2 separate regions of the Mus musculus genome follow, and region 1 is linked to region 2. Evidence: chromatin contacts called from public Hi-C data. All regions are on one chromosome and are shown on one strand. The core of a region is the stretch at or near the end of the contact, and the rest is flanking DNA. Distances in the headings are between cores, read along the strand shown.

Region 1 (3,967 bases), core at 718-3,217, 7.3 Mb after region 2:
GCCTTCTTGGCATGCATTTGTTTTCTATACATAAACATTTATCTCCCTTTGAATCTGTTTCCCAGTTGTTAAATAGGGGCTCGGTCTGGCCTGGTGGCACATGCCTTTAGTTCTGCCACTCTGGAGGCAAGTGTATCTCAAAGACCAAGTGAGGGGTACTCAGTGAGACCTACTCCCACCCAACTGCTCAAAATGGAAGAACCCAACTCTCCTCCACAAAGACATGGAATTGGACACCAGGTACACACACAAATAGATGCACACAGCTATGAAGATGCATAGCCAATGCATGAGGTGGTACTACACCCTCATGTGGATGTTAGCATATGAACAAAAACCACCCAATAAAATAACAAATGTTAGTGAATGTGTGGAGAAATGGCACCTTTTGTGCAATTCTTGTGGAAACGGTAGCTTCCTAAGACTTTCCCTATTATTTGGCAATTACACGGACTAAAAACATGCCCACAAAACAAAACTTGTTTACAAGAAATCACAATCGGCAAGATGGAGAAACAGAAGAGTAGGAATTCCATCTGTACAATGGGACAGTATTCAACCACCCAAAGGAATGCCATACTGATACCACGACTGAACTAGAAAATCCTAAGGCTCCAGCCTAAGTAGATGGAGCACCTACAATGGATTTCTATTTAAGGAAACGAAAATAGTCTGCAACTAGGTAACACTGATGGTTGTACGACAGAAAAAGTTGAATTTCACATCTTAATATGATTGAATAAGGTGAATTTTAATCTCAGAAGAAAAACATGCCCCTATATGCATAGCTCCAAGTCTAAAGTCCCTTCTCTTTTGGAGACAATTAATGCTGCACAACTGTTAAGCCACCCTCTCCACTCTCCCAGTGAGCACGTGGTGCCTGCCTATCTTGTCGCAAGATACCCAGATGAATACTTTAACTTCCTAATTTTTATGTGTTTAAAGCCCATGATTTCTAAGTGAGGGAGAAGTTTCCGAAAAGCAAATCTTAACAGCCAATGTTTCTGTGAAAACAATATGTCAATCACATAAAACCTGTATTGGCCAAAACCCGGCAATTCAATTACTCTTGCTATGGAGACCTCGAGGATCCAAAAAGTCAAGTCATTCACATTCATTTTTTACAAATCTAAAAACACACGCCAGGCAATTTCCTAGTCGTACCTACTGCTCAATTCCCAGTAACTTTTTAAAAATTGCTTTTATACATAAAGACTGGGGGTATACCGGAACGGTAGAGAGCTTGCCTAGCGTGTGTAAGGCCTGCAGGTCCGCCACTGGCACTGCTAAATAAAAACTGAAACCATAAGCACTGTCCAGGGCGTTTAGAAATAATACAGAGAATGTATGTATAACCACCTATAAAATGAAAGCGGTGACCATGACTAGTCATGCGGGCATGGGAATTCCTTCCCATGGCCCCCGGCCCGGAGCTCAGAGCTTTGCAGGAAGGTTTCTGATCCCTGGCCAGGAACCGGGAGCCGAGAAGACCTCAGGCAATGGAGAGAGGGGACCGCCACCCGCGAGCCTACCACGAACCGCGCCAAAAATTGGGATCCAGACACACCCCCGACCTTCCAGCCGCGGCCGGGACACTCAGGCCCAGGCAGGCGGCGGCGTAGAGGCCGCGGGCCCGCGACGGGGGCAGAGCCGAGGACATCAGCCCCGGGAAAGCAGCCGCCGCCCGGCGGCGCGAGCCGGTGGGTCCAGGCCGACCCCTACCTCTTCCAAAACGGAAGCCATGCCGTCGCGCGTCAGACCCGAGGCCGGAGCTGCAGCGGTGCACCGAAGCAGACAGGAAAAGCCGAACACGCCACCCACGAGCGTCGCAGCGCCGGCAGCGAGCTCCACAGACCCGGCGCGACACGGCGGCCCGCCCTCCGCACGAGACGGCTCTGGAACCTTCGCAAGGCTCCACCGGAGCCTCCCAAGGCCCCGCCCCTCCGAGTCTAGTCCCGCCCCCAGGCTGGTTGCCTAGCAACGCTCAATTCTCGCGAGCGATCGAATGCTCAGGAGGCGTCCAGCCACTTCCTTCCGCCCCAGCGATTGAGACGTCGTTCCGCGCCGGCAGAACCGGGCTGCGCAGTCGCAGCTCGCAACCGCGGCCAGACCTAGCCCCGGAACTAACCTTCAAAGGTTTGGGGACCCGATAGGAAGTGTCTCGAGAAGGGCTGCTTCCGCTGGTGCGATGCGGAGTTGCCAGGCCGCCATCTTGTCTTCGGCAGCTCTGAGGTATCGGGAAAGAACAAAGGAGCGCCCCCAAAGAAGCACAACTACCATCAAAAAAGGACGGATTTGTTAAGGGAGGAAGGCTCCTAAGTAGAACAATGGCTTTAAGTGGGCCTTGGGTTTCTGGAGGCGTCCTGCGTCTAGCACCGTTGACGTGGCGCCATCTCGTGGGACTGTAGGAAGGTTGCACGGGCTTCCTGACTGGCTCTGGGCGCCGTGGTGGAAAGCGGCACGGTTTCAAGTGGCCGAACGCTCCATTCTCCCTTGCCTATATGAGCTCTTGATACGAAGTTTTCCACTGCCTTCGCTCTTTACTAGCGGTTTATTTTGTATTTTCAGCAGGGTTTGGATTGAGTGAATTTCCACGTAAAATGTGGAGGAATTCTTAGGACTTTGGGTTGCAGCAGCCCGGATTAGTAAACCCCCAGCGTAAAACCGTTTTTCAAATTATCTTAATTATGACAGCATAGAGACGTCCATAACACCCAGTAAACCGAGACAGAAAACAAACAGTACCCATTGGGAGGTAGAGCAATCTGCTGTCAGCTTACAGATGCTTAGGGGAGTTACTAGCATCAGCAAGTCAAGGAAAATGCTGCTACACTACACTTTATATTAATGTAACATTAAGGCATGCAACCTGTACGAACTTCTCACACAAACTTGCACAAAATGACAAGTTAGACAGGGATGTATGTCGTGTATAGTTGCAACTTAAATAAAAGTCTCAAACCACCAGTCCCATGGCCTATAGTGATAAAAATAAAAACAATCCTTTTCTGGAGTGGACAATGACAGAAAGGTGCCACCCTTTGAAGTTTATGAAAAGGTGAAATAAAAAGGAGGAGGACATGGCTACTTCTAAAGTATGGAGAAGATTTTTTTTATTATTTTTAATTTTTTTTTGTAGCTATAAGGAAGACAGGCAGAGGGAAGGGTCCAGGTCGAACATGACTGTTAGACTAAATACAACATAAGAGCAAGAGGGGCCTTGAACCTGTAAGAGTCCATGAATGGTCTAAGAATCATACCCTAGGCTCAAACAGTATGTAAACGCACAGAGTGTTTTATTCTGCAGAAGTCCAGCGGTGCTGGAGTCTCCCATTACCAGAAATAAAGAGTCAACCAAGTGAGCTTGAAGGCCTGATTTAATGCATGTTAGGAGATTCCATTTATTCCCTAGGGGATGACCTCTAACCCCATTTCTATCGACATTCCATTACTCGGGCATGGAGACTAAAAACTGTTGCTGAAGAAGTCTGGAAACTGGTGCCGACCCATTGTCCTTGCCTCAGGCCAGGTGGTGAGGCAGCTTCTGCGGACTGGCCTTACCCAGTCAAACGGTCAATTTAAAGCCTGTCATGGAGTCAGCCTAACCTTCTCAGACCAAGAGAGGCTGACTCAAACAAGAGACCTAAGTAGCAAAAATGGTTGAGTTATATAGGGACTGGTTTTGGCACAAGACACCCCAAGTCCAAATTCTCAACACAAAGATTTATTTCCTCTAGTGGGACAAGCAACAGATAGAGGCCTAGGAGAAGCAGAAAGGAGCAAGGTAGAGAGTGAAGGGCTATTTGTCCTAGAGGGACAAAGGACTGTCTCTGATTAAGAGAGGAGTCCAGGTTGGGAGAGAACAAAGGAGCATCCCCAAAGAAGCACAATTACAATAAAAAAAAAAAAAGAACAGATTTGTTAAGGGAGGAACACTGGCTTTTAAGTGGGTATTGGGTTTCTGGAG
Region 2 (3,856 bases), core at 1,050-3,549:
AAGCCCTCAGTTCACACTTGGGCAAAGAATGAGCATAGATATGCAGCACAGAAAGCTGACATGAAGCTACAAGACAAGCATTTGAATTTGTTTTTACACACCAGCCATTCGATCCTCAATAGCTTCTTTGGACTCACCTTCCTAATCTGCAAAAGAAAAAAGTTAAACTCCATTCAAGCCCTCCAGCATTCTTGCCTAACCAAACACCACTCCCCCTTCCATTTCCTTATTATCTATGTCCTTCCATTTAGAATCTCCCTTTCTTAATCCACAGCTGTCAGGAAGAGTCCATCCTTATAAAAGTTTAAGTGTTCTTTTCTTCTAAAACCTAACAAACTAGTAAGTTCTGTAAGAGGGTGGAGTCCTTACTCTCTATTCTTAGCAGTTGGTACAATGCCTTACCTACAGGTGAACAACCAACCAATCAATGAATCATAGGAGTAGAAAGAGCAGATGAACAAAGAGAGCCTTTCCTATTTCCCTCAACTGCTCAGGTCATCTAGGACTCAAAAACATGGTACCTTTTTGTGGTGATAGCTACATTAGTCTGTGCTATTAATTTACTCACACACTGGATATTATCATGTAATTTCCTTAAGATTAAGAACTGTCCTGGTAGTTTCTATTTTTTTCTACTGCACCTATATATTCACAGCTCACTGTAAAGTTTACTTAATGCAGTAATAAGGGTAACAGAGGAAAAAAAAGAGAATGCCACCTTATAATATCAGGCATACACATTGTGCTAAACTCTGGAATTCATGCATCAAAGATTCAGAGATCCCACCACTCTCTCTCCAGTGTAATGAATAACTACTTTCAAAGACAGAATAGCCACTCTGTTTACCACAGAACAACATCAATTCTCTTGCAATATAAATATATATATGGGACCACTCTTAACACATCGACTTCCACATCACTTATGTCTAAACAGCTAAAGAAAATCTTACTCAGTTATCTACCCATTCAATTCTCTTCTCCTCAAGGTTTCAACTCACTTTTTAAAAGTATCTTCCCAAATAAGACCTGCTATTTAAAAGAAAAACACTGTTCCTGAAAGACAAAAAGGCCAGTTTGTAAGTTCCCAGTCTTAGCAACTCCTCCATTAGCCTCAGGCACTAGCAACCTTATTTCCCATTGTGAAGGCTGTATTTTCCCCTCTAGTTTCCTCCAAGCTCTCACTCAAAATCCGTCAAACTATTCTGACTGCACACCAGCTGCTGTCTTTCCATTCAAAATGTTCTCGACGTCGGTGTTAATGCATGTGAGTCTTCTTTAAGTGTGCATCAATCCCTGCTTCCCCTCCCTTACCCCAGACACTCACACACACACACACACACACACACACACACATACACATACACACGCACGCACCCCCAGTACCCATGGGTCACTCTATCTCCTTCATACAAGTTCCTTACATCGCACCTAATGAATGCACACGACTCTCAGAATGGTATCTTCCAACTACAGTTTCTTTCGAGAACATCACCTTGTTCGTAGCACCTCCCTCTTCCCTCGTCTCCCCATCCTTTTTCCCCCTTTCCGGGCTCTCCGACCCCTCTAACTCTGGACAGAAGGCATTATTTCTCCTCCTTCCAGCCCGCGACTAAAGAACAAGCTCGCGTTTCCTGCGGGCTCCCCTTCCTCTCATTTGCCCTCCAGAATGCGCCCTCCCAACCCCCAGGTGTGCCGACTTCCATCCTCCTCTCTCCTGCATCGCCCCGGCCAGCACACCACGTTTCCCGGGCCGTGGGCTCCAGACCCCTTCACACCCACCTCGACTCTGGGTCGCTGCCGGCTCTCCTCTCCCCTACCCCGGCCCCGCAGCCTGCGACCAGAGGCGCGCGCGCGCGCGCGCACACGCACACACACACACTCACACACACGTTCTCGTCTCCCGCTTCCCCAACCTCCCTCCGCTCCTCGCCCGGCTTCCCCCGGAGCGCGGCTCGCCCGGCTTCCCGGGGGCCAGGCAGCCATGTGTGTGCCCGCCCCCTCCCGCAGCCGCCCGCTCGGCCCCGCGCTCGGCCTCCCCGCCCTGGGGACAGAAGGACGCCGCGACTCCCCCACCGCTTCCGAGTCCGCCGGTCCTCGGCCCCCCGAGAGCCTCCCCTTCCCCCGTCGCCACCACGCCTCGGCCAAGCTCCGGCGCTCACCGGAGATACTGCGCGCTCTGCAGGCTCATCCTCCGCCGCCGCGTCTCGCCGCGAAGCCTCCGTGGGTCTCTCAGGCTCCTCGGAGCGGCCCCGCGGCCCCGCGGGTGCTGGCGGTCGCCGCCATCTTCCTCTCCTCCGACTCCTCCTCGCTTGGCGCGGGGTGGGGGGGGGGGAGAGTGAGTGAGGCGAGGGGGAGGGAGTTGGGGGGAGCGGCTCCGGCAGCGGCTGCGGCTCTGGCCTGTGGGGCGCAGGGACGCTCCGGCTCCGGAGGGGGGGGGGAAAAAGAAGGGGAAAGGGGCGGGGAAAGAGGAGGGGAGAAGCAGAGGAAGGAAGTCGGGTTCGCTCTCGCGAGACTTCAGCAGCGCCGGTCCCTCTGGGTGCTTTCCGCCGCTCTGTAGCGCTCCCTCTTGGGATCGGCGAGCGGTGCGGTGCCCGCGCGCCGGCCGAACGATCCGGTGCTGGTGCCCGGCGGCCTCCTAAGGCTCCGTCCTGTTCCTCCCGGGCGCGGGGGCGGCCCCCGGCTCACCGCGGACATCGAGCCCAGAGCAGCCCGGAGTCACACTCAAAGCCTTCCGCCCGGCCACCCGCCCACTTCTCACTTCCTTCCTTCTTTCTTTTTTTTTTTTTTCCCACTCCTCCACTTTCCCCGCCGGAAACGCCACCCCTTCCTCCTACAGTTCCGCCCGCCAATTCCTCGACTCCGGTCGTCCCCTCGCGCGCCGGAGAGTGACGCAGAGGCCTCCCCCGTTTCAGCCGCCCCTCCCCGGGCACTCTGGGAGAAGGTTGGGGGGGGGGGGGGGAATAGGGCGGAGCCCAGGGAGAAATAGAAAGGAAAACCAATCCGATTGGGCAGGCCGCTGCCATGGAAACTGGAGGCTGTGGTTGTATTGTCATAGTAACTGCCGTGTGTAGACAGGGTGACCCTCCCGTAGAGAAACGGGTTCCCTGGAAACTGCCCAGGATTCCCCACTTGGATTCCCTGCCTTTTTAAAAGCCAGAAGTCGAAATGGTTATCCGAGTAGGAAAGTCCATTTCTTCCTCCCTTACTCTCCCAGCAAAAATTGGGGGAGACCCCGAAGCATTCATTTTAGGCATTGCCAGTCCCCCAAGGGTGGAAACCACCTCCATCGTTGCCTATCTGAGCCGGGTAGGGAGAGGGCCGGGCCCGAGAAGAAAAGGCAGGTTATGAAGGCCGGCGGCGAGTGGGTGGGAACGAGAAAGCGAGGGCGATGCTGCGAAGTCAGAGGAAAGGGAAGGGGCTTCCCCACCACTGTTTGAGGCTGGGCAGCGGGATCCCGCCAGAAGCGGGTCCCTAAGGGAAGAGACGGGCACATGACAACCGAGATGCGGCTCCGGCGATCGCGAATGTTCGACTTTTTGTAGCCGGTCGACCCTTGCCTAATTCCTACTCGATATCACCGGCGAGACCTCCCGTAGGCGACTTAGTGAGAGCTCGAACCCAGCCTAGGAGGCTAACACGCAGTTCTTAGGCATTTAGAATGGAGAGCGATCAGAAAGGCTGATGACGTTCTTTCCAGAGGTACCCTCAGAGAGAAAAGACGCTCCGTCATCGAAGGTTGATCTCCAAAGACCCCCTCCTCAAAAACATCTGCAGTGTTTTAGAACTTGCCATAAAAAAAAAGTATCTAGATTTATCTGCATGAGGGAGTTTAAGAAAATAATTTTCCATTTTG

The links. Hi-C and Micro-C count contacts between places; a contact is called where the count stands out from the background.
Region 1: a Hi-C map of uterus shows a contact between it and region 2, with 9 times the contacts expected there. The contact joins the promoter of Cacybp here to the promoter of Smg7 in region 2. A contact is called at or near these places in 1 of 39 promoter capture datasets (liver) and 2 of 484 Hi-C or Micro-C datasets (CD4 T cells and uterus).

What each region holds. Positions count from the first base shown.
Region 1 is chr1:160,210,925-160,214,891 of GRCm38.p6, forward strand. Cacybp (calcyclin binding protein) reads right to left here and starts at 1,968. Exons shown (of 6, transcript NM_009786.2): 1 at 1,723-1,968. The coding sequence starts at 1,743.
Region 2 is chr1:152,900,347-152,904,202 of GRCm38.p6, forward strand. It overlaps Smg7 (Smg-7 homolog, nonsense mediated mRNA decay factor (C. elegans)), which reads right to left and starts at 2,300. Exons shown (of 23, transcript NM_001160256.1): 1 at 2,163-2,300. The coding sequence starts at 2,191.